2 separate regions of the Rattus norvegicus genome follow, and region 2 is linked to region 1. A link is a contact called in public Hi-C data. All regions are on one chromosome and are shown on one strand. The core of a region is the stretch at or near the end of the contact, and the rest is flanking DNA. Distances in the headings are between cores, read along the strand shown.

Evidence for each region. Hi-C and Micro-C count contacts between places; a contact is called where the count stands out from the background.
Region 2: a contact with region 1 is called in a Hi-C map of liver, with 6 times the contacts expected there. The contact joins the promoter of Zfp839 here to the promoter of Dync1h1 in region 1. A contact is called at or near these places in 9 of 12 Hi-C or Micro-C datasets (the A7r5 cell line, Schwann cells, frontal cortex and 5 more) and 1 of 1 datasets of contacts at active chromatin or transcription factors (oligodendrocytes).

The regions. Positions count from the first base shown.
Region 1 is chr6:135,434,715-135,438,833 of GRCr8, forward strand. It overlaps Dync1h1 (dynein cytoplasmic 1 heavy chain 1), which reads left to right and starts at 1,764. Exons shown (of 78, transcript NM_019226.3): 1 at 1,764-2,132. The coding sequence starts at 1,883. LOC120103624 (a long non-coding RNA gene) reads right to left here and starts at 1,653. Exons shown (of 2, transcript XR_005506332.2): 1 at 1-1,653.
Region 2 is chr6:135,684,325-135,688,547 of GRCr8, forward strand. Zfp839 (zinc finger protein 839) reads left to right here and starts at 1,808. Exons shown (of 8, transcript XR_010052386.1): 1 at 1,808-3,061. LOC108351302 (a long non-coding RNA gene) reads left to right here. Exons shown (of 3, transcript XR_001838583.3): 3 at 1-292.

The sequences.
Region 1 (4,119 bases), core at 514-3,013:
ACTGAAAGCAGATGCTTTCATGGGCAGGAGACCACGGGATGGCCAGGGTCCCATCCCCACCCTGGATCAGCCGAGTGCTGTGCCACGAGGCAGGAGGGCATCTTCAGGCAAGCCCTGCTTTTTCGTTAGTTAGCCCCGTCTCAGCCTGGCCGGCCTCTGGGATGACGCCCTTAGAAATTTCAGCAGCCTGTGTGCAGCAGACCTATTCTCACTATATTCAAAAAACAGACACATTTAGTATATTTTTTATTTAAAAAAAAAAAGCAAGCAGGTTTGGTCTGTTTGTAAATCCTTGTAAACAGATCGTTTCTGTTGTCTTCTTTGAAAAAATGATCGTAATCCAAAGTCTGAGCCTGTTATCTGTTCCTTGACTTGGAGCCAGGTTGCAGATGAGAGAGTCCCTTGGATGACTGAATGACGGCACTTCCCATATGCTGACTCACAGTGCAGCCAGTGTGCGATCAGCCCCACCCCCACCGAGTCCCTGCAGGTTTCTGAATCTCGGGCTTTTTGTCCTTGTTCCTATCTCTGAGGTTATGCAGGTATTGGTCACTGCTGGTACATCCGCATTTCCACAGTAACAGCTTGCCCCGGTAGCTTTGGGTCTGTCCTCTCCCCTCTGCAGGACTATTTACGACTTCTTGGACATATTATACTAGAGTGGGAGTGGGCTGATGGAGGGAGGACAGGGATATGTATCTGTTTCTCTCTCTCTCTCTCTCTCTCTCTCTCTCTCTCTCTCTCTAGAAGAATCATATAAGTAGTTTCTGGGCTCCATCAGCTGCCTCTGGGACCTGGCACTGGGCAATTGTGCAAGGAATAAGCATATTGTAGGGCTCTCCATTTGCCAAAGATGATTTGGGAAAATCAAGTCATCCCATCATCGTCCCACCAATCAGGACTCAGCTTTCTAACTCGGCATTATTATATTTTTAAAGATCACTTTGGCTTAGTTCCCTCTTCCCAATTGAACAGGCAAGTTATGATCTGAACTTTCAAAGGCCAGTTACTATCCCCAAGAAAGTAAACATCTAGATTCTGGCCTTTTTGTCCTCCCTGTATGGGAGGAGGGGTGATGGGTCAGATGCAAGGAAACTTAGTTGGGAGGCATCCAAGCCCCTACCTCCTGCCGACCCAGATTCTTGAACCCACAGAGCAGTGGTGTGCAGGTTCAGGGCTTGGGGAGGAGCATACTGTTGTCAGTAGATTCATTCATATGAATCCTCCTGTTTCAGTCATATCACCCTTGCTTGGTAAATGACGCTGTGTTCAGAATCCAGGGCCCATCACAGCTGGATGTTATCCAGGTTTCTTTAAGCCTAACCTTAGACTGCAGAGCAGTTGCTGCTCCACCCATACATAACCTTCTCTTCCTTAGACTCCAGTTCCTCAGCTAAGAACATCGCCCTTTCCATCCTCTCCCTTGACAGTTTAGCGAGGTCACTGTGGGGACGCCCCTATTTATGGAGCCTGAGGGGCTGGCTCTGTGATATTCTCTGCCACCTGGCAATGGAGCCAGACACGGTTCCTGGACCACTCCGGGGAAGAGAGAAATGGTCCCCACCCAGCACTCCGACTACAAGTCCCAAAAGGCCACGCGGCGCCGCACCTAGCCCCGCCTCCAGTCGCATGCGTAACGTCGCGACGCCGACCGCGAGCGGGCGCCGGTGGCTGCAGCCAGCGGGCGGGGCGGGGCGGGGCCGGCGGGAGCGGTGGCCTTTAGGGCGGAGCCGGCTCCGCTGTCCGCAGTCGGCCGCGGGCTAGCGGACACAGCGTCTTCTGTCGCCGGTTTCTTTCGCTCACTGCTCCCTCGTTCCGGAGGTAGCTCTTCTCGGCTCTCTCTCTCTCTCTTCTCTATCTCTCTCCCTTCCGCGGATCCGCCATGTCGGAGACCGGCGGCGGTGAGGACGGCTCGGCCGGCCTGGAGGTGTCCGCGGTGCAGAATGTGGCGGACGTGTCGGTGCTGCAGAAGCACCTTCGTAAGCTGGTTCCGCTGCTGCTGGAGGACGGCGGCGACGCGCCGGCTGCGCTGGAGGCGGCGCTGGAGGAGAAGAGCGCCCTGGAGCAGATGCGCAAGTTCCTGTCAGACCCGCAGGTCCACACGGTCCTGGTGGAGCGCTCCACCCTCAAAGGTGCGCGGCGCCCCCTCCCAAGTCGCGTGGAGCAGCTAGGGTGCCGGGACCGCTAGCGCCCGCACAGTGGGGTCGCTTTGTCTCCGCGGCTTCTCAAGATGGCCGAGTTGGGTGGAGACCGCGTCTCCCGGTCCCGGCTGGGCACAGGGCCGCATCCATGCCTCCAAAGTCACATGAGCTTTTTTGGTTTCGATTCGTGTCCAAGCATAGCTCGCTTTGGGAAGAATCTGTCTAGGGCAGCCTAGGTGCTGGCCCCTCGGTGGGCTCGGGTACCGGTGCGTTGGCGGGACCCGGAGTGGGCAGGCCCTGGGCACCCAGCATCTCTGCTATCTGGCTGCCTACGCATAGGCCTCCATTGGCCTCACAGCATCGTTGCTGAGTGGGTGTATCTCCCTCCCTATTTTACAAACCAAGAAACCTAGTCCCGTGGCTGGTCCAAGGTCACCAGCTAGTACCGGACCTTTGACTAGACTCAACATAACCAGTTTCCAATCAGAATTGCTTGTTTTGCTGATCATGGCTTGAAACTGTTGCTTACATGACCCTAATGACAGCCCTGTAACATTTAAGTCTGGTTTCAAAGATTTAAGAACTCTTGCTTACCTAGTCGGGGAAGGAGGAAAAAAAGCTGAGTTGTGTCTTCCAGTAGAGAGACGCTCTACATCCGTAGATTCATCTGGTATCTGGAGCTTGCTTACAGGATTCCTTCCTTCTTGAGTCCTGTAAACCACTTTGTAGCATCTGGGGAGCATGTGTGCACGCTGGTGAATGGGTGTGGTGTATCCTTAGGAATCCAGATGTGCTGTCTAGGAGAGTAGCCCTTATTAAGGGGATTGAATCAGGTGGTCTGAGAAGATTTGCTTGCAAATTCCTTAGAGTTCCTAAGGCTTTGGGCTGGGTTAGAAAACCAGTGTGGCTGCCCTTTTCGATAGTTTGTATCCAGATACAACGTATCGCTTAAAGGCTATTCTTAATTACAAAATGTTTAACGTGGCCTTGGTTTGGGCCTGCATCTAGAAGGCAGCAAAGTATTTTTCTTGAATCCACACGGAATGTTTAAAACAGTATGCTGTTAGTGACTATAGAGTGTTCGTGTGGCCGAGGTTGTTTCCTTTACGTCGAAGTTTGTGTTTATTCCTGCATGGAATATTTTGGTCCAAAAGTCCATGTAATTATAGAAAAATTGAAACAGGCCCGAAAGTCAGCTGGGATCCTTCTGCCTCTGCAGAGCCCCTGTGAGCCCCTTGACCCCCACTTTTTTAGTCTTTTGTGGGTATGTGCAAATACATTTTGTTAAAATAAATTTTAACCTATGTTTTTTAAAGATTTTGAGTAGTTTGGCCCTAGCTAATTCTTTTATATTTTTGGTTGTACAGTTTGTGTATTGAAATTAGTGATTTCAGTATAAAAACACACAAAAACCATGAGTCATGGTTTCTCTTTACAAAAACAAAATCCTAAGTTTTCATCTTTCTCTGTCTTTGGTGATTTGTTTTTCTCCTATCTGTCCATCTTGGATCAAGGGTGGGATGGAACAAGTGTCTGCACAGGACTCATTTCTTTTCAGCAAAGGGGTGATCCAGCATCCTAGCGAGGTTCCATAATGACTTGCACTTTTGAAAGTTCACTAAGGAATTGGGCTGTCTTGAGACTGAAATAACTCTCTTCTGTGTTTATAAGAGTTCTAGAGATTCAATGTTTCATTAATTTCTTGTTCACTTACAGAAACATAGGGAAAGGTTTTTATTTTATTTTATTTATTTTTTTTATTTTACATTTCAAATGCCTCCCCTCCGGTCTCTCCTCAGCAAGTCCCCGCATCCCGTCCTTTTAAATCCACGGTGATGCCTTAAGGTCTCCTGCTTGTTAGCAGCTGTGTTATCTATGCTGGGGTTGAGTCCAGGGTGTTGCACATGCTAAGCTCACCCTTTTTGTTGTTGTTTGTTTGCTTGTTTGTTTGAGAAGTCTCACAGTGTAGCTAATGTTG
Region 2 (4,223 bases), core at 558-3,057, 250 kb after region 1:
AGTAAGTGGGATCCGTTGGGTGAAGTGCTGAGACAGAGGAAGGAATTGCAGACTGCTGCCTGCAACACATACATCTGTAGAGATTCAGAATAAACCACCCGAAGTGGGCGGCCACCGGGACACACACCTTTAATTCCAGCACTCTGGAGGCAGAGGCAGGCGGTAAGGCCAACCTGGTCTACACTGCTAGTTCCAGGACAGCCAAAGCTACACAGAGAAACCCTGTCTCAAAAACAGAATGTAATAAAACAAAAGTAAACAAATAAATAAAATTTAAATTATTTAGAAGCTAGTCATGGTGGTGAATGTCTTTAACCCCTTTAACCCTGGCACTGGAGGCATAAGAACCTCTGTAGTAGAATCGGAGGTGCGCTGCACCATGCTTGGTCCTCTGTGTTCCTTTACAAATACTATTCAGCATTCATGATTCAGATACTGTCCTCTGATAACCCATCTTTTGTCTGTTAACTTGAAACACACACATCCTCTCAGATGATAACCTTTTTCTCTCCAGCACATTCAAGAGGACATTAAAGCTGAGTCGACCTTCTGGAGAATGGGGTAATTCTAGACTTGTGGTTGGAGAGAAGAGAAAAGGAGGGAAATACTGAACAAACGTGTGGGCGTGGTAACAAGCACCTGTAATGCCAGCACTCAGGAGGCTGAGGCGGGCAGATGGCGAGCTCCAGGACAGCAGGAGTTATTTATGTAACCAGAAGCTGTTCCGCTAAGACCAAGACCCCATGGACAACCTTAGTGAAGATGCCAGTGGAGTAACTCAGGACACTGCAGGGTGACACTGGCTACGGTAATGATAAAGGTTAATTAGACCTGGGTTCTATTCTCAACACGAGCACAGGCATGCATGAGTGCATACATGCACATGGTGGCTTGCAACCATTGGTACCTCCACTTGCAGGTGATTAGATGCTTTCTTGTGACCTCCTCAGGCTCCTGCTCACATGTGCTGCACACACATAGTATATTCAGGCACGCATGCGCGCGCACACACACACAGAGTTTAAAAATGGAAAGATAATCTAAAGCAATAATCAGAGCCTTCCCTGGCATTGGGCTGACCCCAGTCCCTCTCCTATGTGTCTCCCTCATCTCCTCATGCTGACTCGTGATTGCTAATCTCACTCTCTTTCTACTTCAACTTCAGACCTCCCAGGTAGGGACCCTCATCCACCCAACAGGGCCTTAATAAGGATATGTTGACCAGGGGCCCTACTGTGCTACTCAGGGAAGAGCTGATGCACAGAACCACTACAGTAAGAGAGAAGTTAGGCTGAGGAGGTAGTGGAACTAGACGGACAGACAGAAATGTGAGGGGGTTGGACACATGCATGGATGGATGGATCTGCCCACCCATCTAACCAATCACCCATCCGTCCACCCACCCATCCACCCATCCATCATTTTCTGAGTGTATGTTTTGGCCCAGAGCTTGTGTTGGGCACCCAATGAGTAGTATGTCATTCCTGCCCTTGGGATGGTCACTCTAGATGCCAGGTAGCTGTGGGATGGATGGTCACCCCGAGAATACTTGAGGTGGTTTCGGAGCACGAATGCCATATATGCAAACGTTTTTGGGGCTGGAGAGATGGGCCAGTGGTTACAAGCATTGGCTGCTCTTACAGAGGTCCTGGGTTCCATTCCCAGCACCTACATGGTGGCTCACAGCCATCTCTATCTGTTCCAGGGGATTCCCATACCGTCTTCTGGCCTCTGAAGGCACCAGGAACACGAGTTGTGTACATACACCGAGGCAACACACACATACACATAAAACCAAAAGATTTTTTTTTAAATGCAAGCTTTATAATCCTATCGTGAGGCAGGGTAAAACTGAGCGGACATGGGAAGGGAAAAGCAGTCGTTACCCTGGAGTTGGACTGAAGCCTCCTGCCAGCTGGCAGTCAAGGACTTCAGCATAATTGACAACAATTACCGAGAAGGTTGCTAACACAAAGAGAATATTCCTTCTGAATAGAAATTCTTAAAAAAATGTTAAAAACTGGGCACTGATGGCACCCACCTTTAATTCCAGCACTCAAGACGCAGAGGCAGGCAGATATCTGAGTTCAGGGTCAGCCTGGTCTTCAGAGGGAGTTCTAGGACACTCTGTGTAGGTTACACAGAGAAACCTTGTCTTGAACTCCACCCTCCGTCCCCAAATAATAATATAATGTTATCTTAACCCCTTTGTACAATCCTTGTGACTTATGGTTTTATCTGATCAGACCGCAGTCCCTGAAAGGACCCTCTAGAGTCACCCTGAGCCACCCTCTAAACTCATCTACTGCAGAGGGGGAAAGGTTTCCTTGAGCAACCTTTTGTTAACTTGAAAGCCACTAAAATTTATGCTCGGACATTTAACCTGACTCCCTCTTGAGGAGCCCCCTTTTAAATCATAACTCGGTTGAGTATTTGTCCTAGCATTCATAAAGCCCCAGCACCTCATAAAACCAGAAGCAGTGGTCCGTGACTGTAACTCCAAATTTCTCCAGTGGGGTTAGAAAGACATTTGAACTTTAGGATTACAGATTAGTGTAAACTCTGGTCTCTGGAACCCTGAAAACCTCCACTGAGGATCCGGGACGTCAGCATGGAGCAAATGATACTAGGAGATCGAAATACTAAGGAAGCGGCGGCGGCCGCGAGGTGGCGACAATTAAGTATACCGCTTCGGAGTCTCAGCGACGTTTTTGCCTGCCGGGCACTCGTAGGTTCCGCCCTTTACAGGGTGACGCACTTCCGCCCCGCCGCTTCAAGCGACGCGGGTTCGAGCCCCCCTTAGGCCGCAATGGCGGGCGCGGAGCCGGAGCCCGGGGAAGTCGGCGGTAGTGGCTCGACTCTTCCGGGCCGGAGCCACGGTACCGTGCGCTTGGCTCCGCTGGACCCCGAGCAGCTGCAGCGGGTTCTGAAGCAGGTGACTCGGGCACAGCCACCGCCCAGCGTGCTGTCGGACGCGGGGCGGCGGCTCCCGGACGGGGCCCGGCAGACCGCCCAGCAGCGGGGACCGGGCGCCGAGGCCCCGCGCCTGCTGACACCCCAGGTGAGGTGCCGCGCGCGGTGGAGAGGCCGGAGCTGGCCGGTGCGGCCGGCGTTCGGAGCCTTGGTCGTCTACGCCCAGCTCCGTGGGAACGGCGCAGTGACGTACTCCGAGCGCCCGGCCCCCCTCGGGGACATCCTCCTTTCTCTGCGCTCAGCCCTGCTCCGAGCCCCTCCGCGTCTGGCTCCTCCAGCTCCTTGTCCTTCTGTTAGTATTTATGGAGCCTTAAAAGTATGCCAGGTTCTACACTAAGACCAAGCGTATCCTTCAACGTCCAGCGGATAGCATAAGTCACGTTTTGGGGAGGGAGGTGACAAGGGAGAACTTTCTACTGGGCGGTTCTGGACTAGACACTAGAACCCAGAGCTGAATAAATTAAGAGGAAACATCATAGCCAACTATGCCGGCACGCAGCAGCCACTTAGCCCAGAACTGGGCCAGAGTTGAGCCCTTCCTCTAGAACTTTGCTGCAGACTTTGGCAGACTTCAGTGTCCAAGTACAGTGCCCAGTACAGTAGCAAGTAAACAAAGAAGGCACTGTACTGCAGAACATCCTCTCGGCGGGTTTACTCCCCTGCTCACACAGATTTTGGCTGTTTTGAGAGTAGGCACTAAACTCTAGCTTTCCCCTCCTGGGAGGGTCCAGGTAGCCCCTGAAACTGGAGGTACTCCGTATGAGGTGTTAAGAAGACCTGCTGGCTTTGGGAATGACAGAGCACACCTCACCTCAGAACTGCCGAAGGCCAGAGAGCTAAACTAGGGCAGAAAGAATTCTACAGTCTCCAGTGGTTTTGGGGTAGATTTTGGCTGTGTAAGGTGTGCATCCAATTGATCATCAAGACTGGACGGTTGGTTGAGGTGATAGTTTAACAGGTGAAGCAGCAAGATGGGCCAGCTTGGTGGTATTTGGTGAGTAAAGGGCACTTGCTGCCACCCAAGTGTGCCAGACGTAGCTTGAACCCGGAACCCACAAAAAGGTGGAAGGAGAGAACTGACCTCAACATTAAGTTGTCCTCGGATCTACACACACACCCCTACCCACAGCCCTAACTACCTACCCACCTACCCACCTACCTGCCCACCCAAGACTAAAGCCTGTGTTGCTAGTTTTGGTAAATCAGTATACGTTTTCCCAATAGCACTTTCTAGAATAGTGACCCTCGGT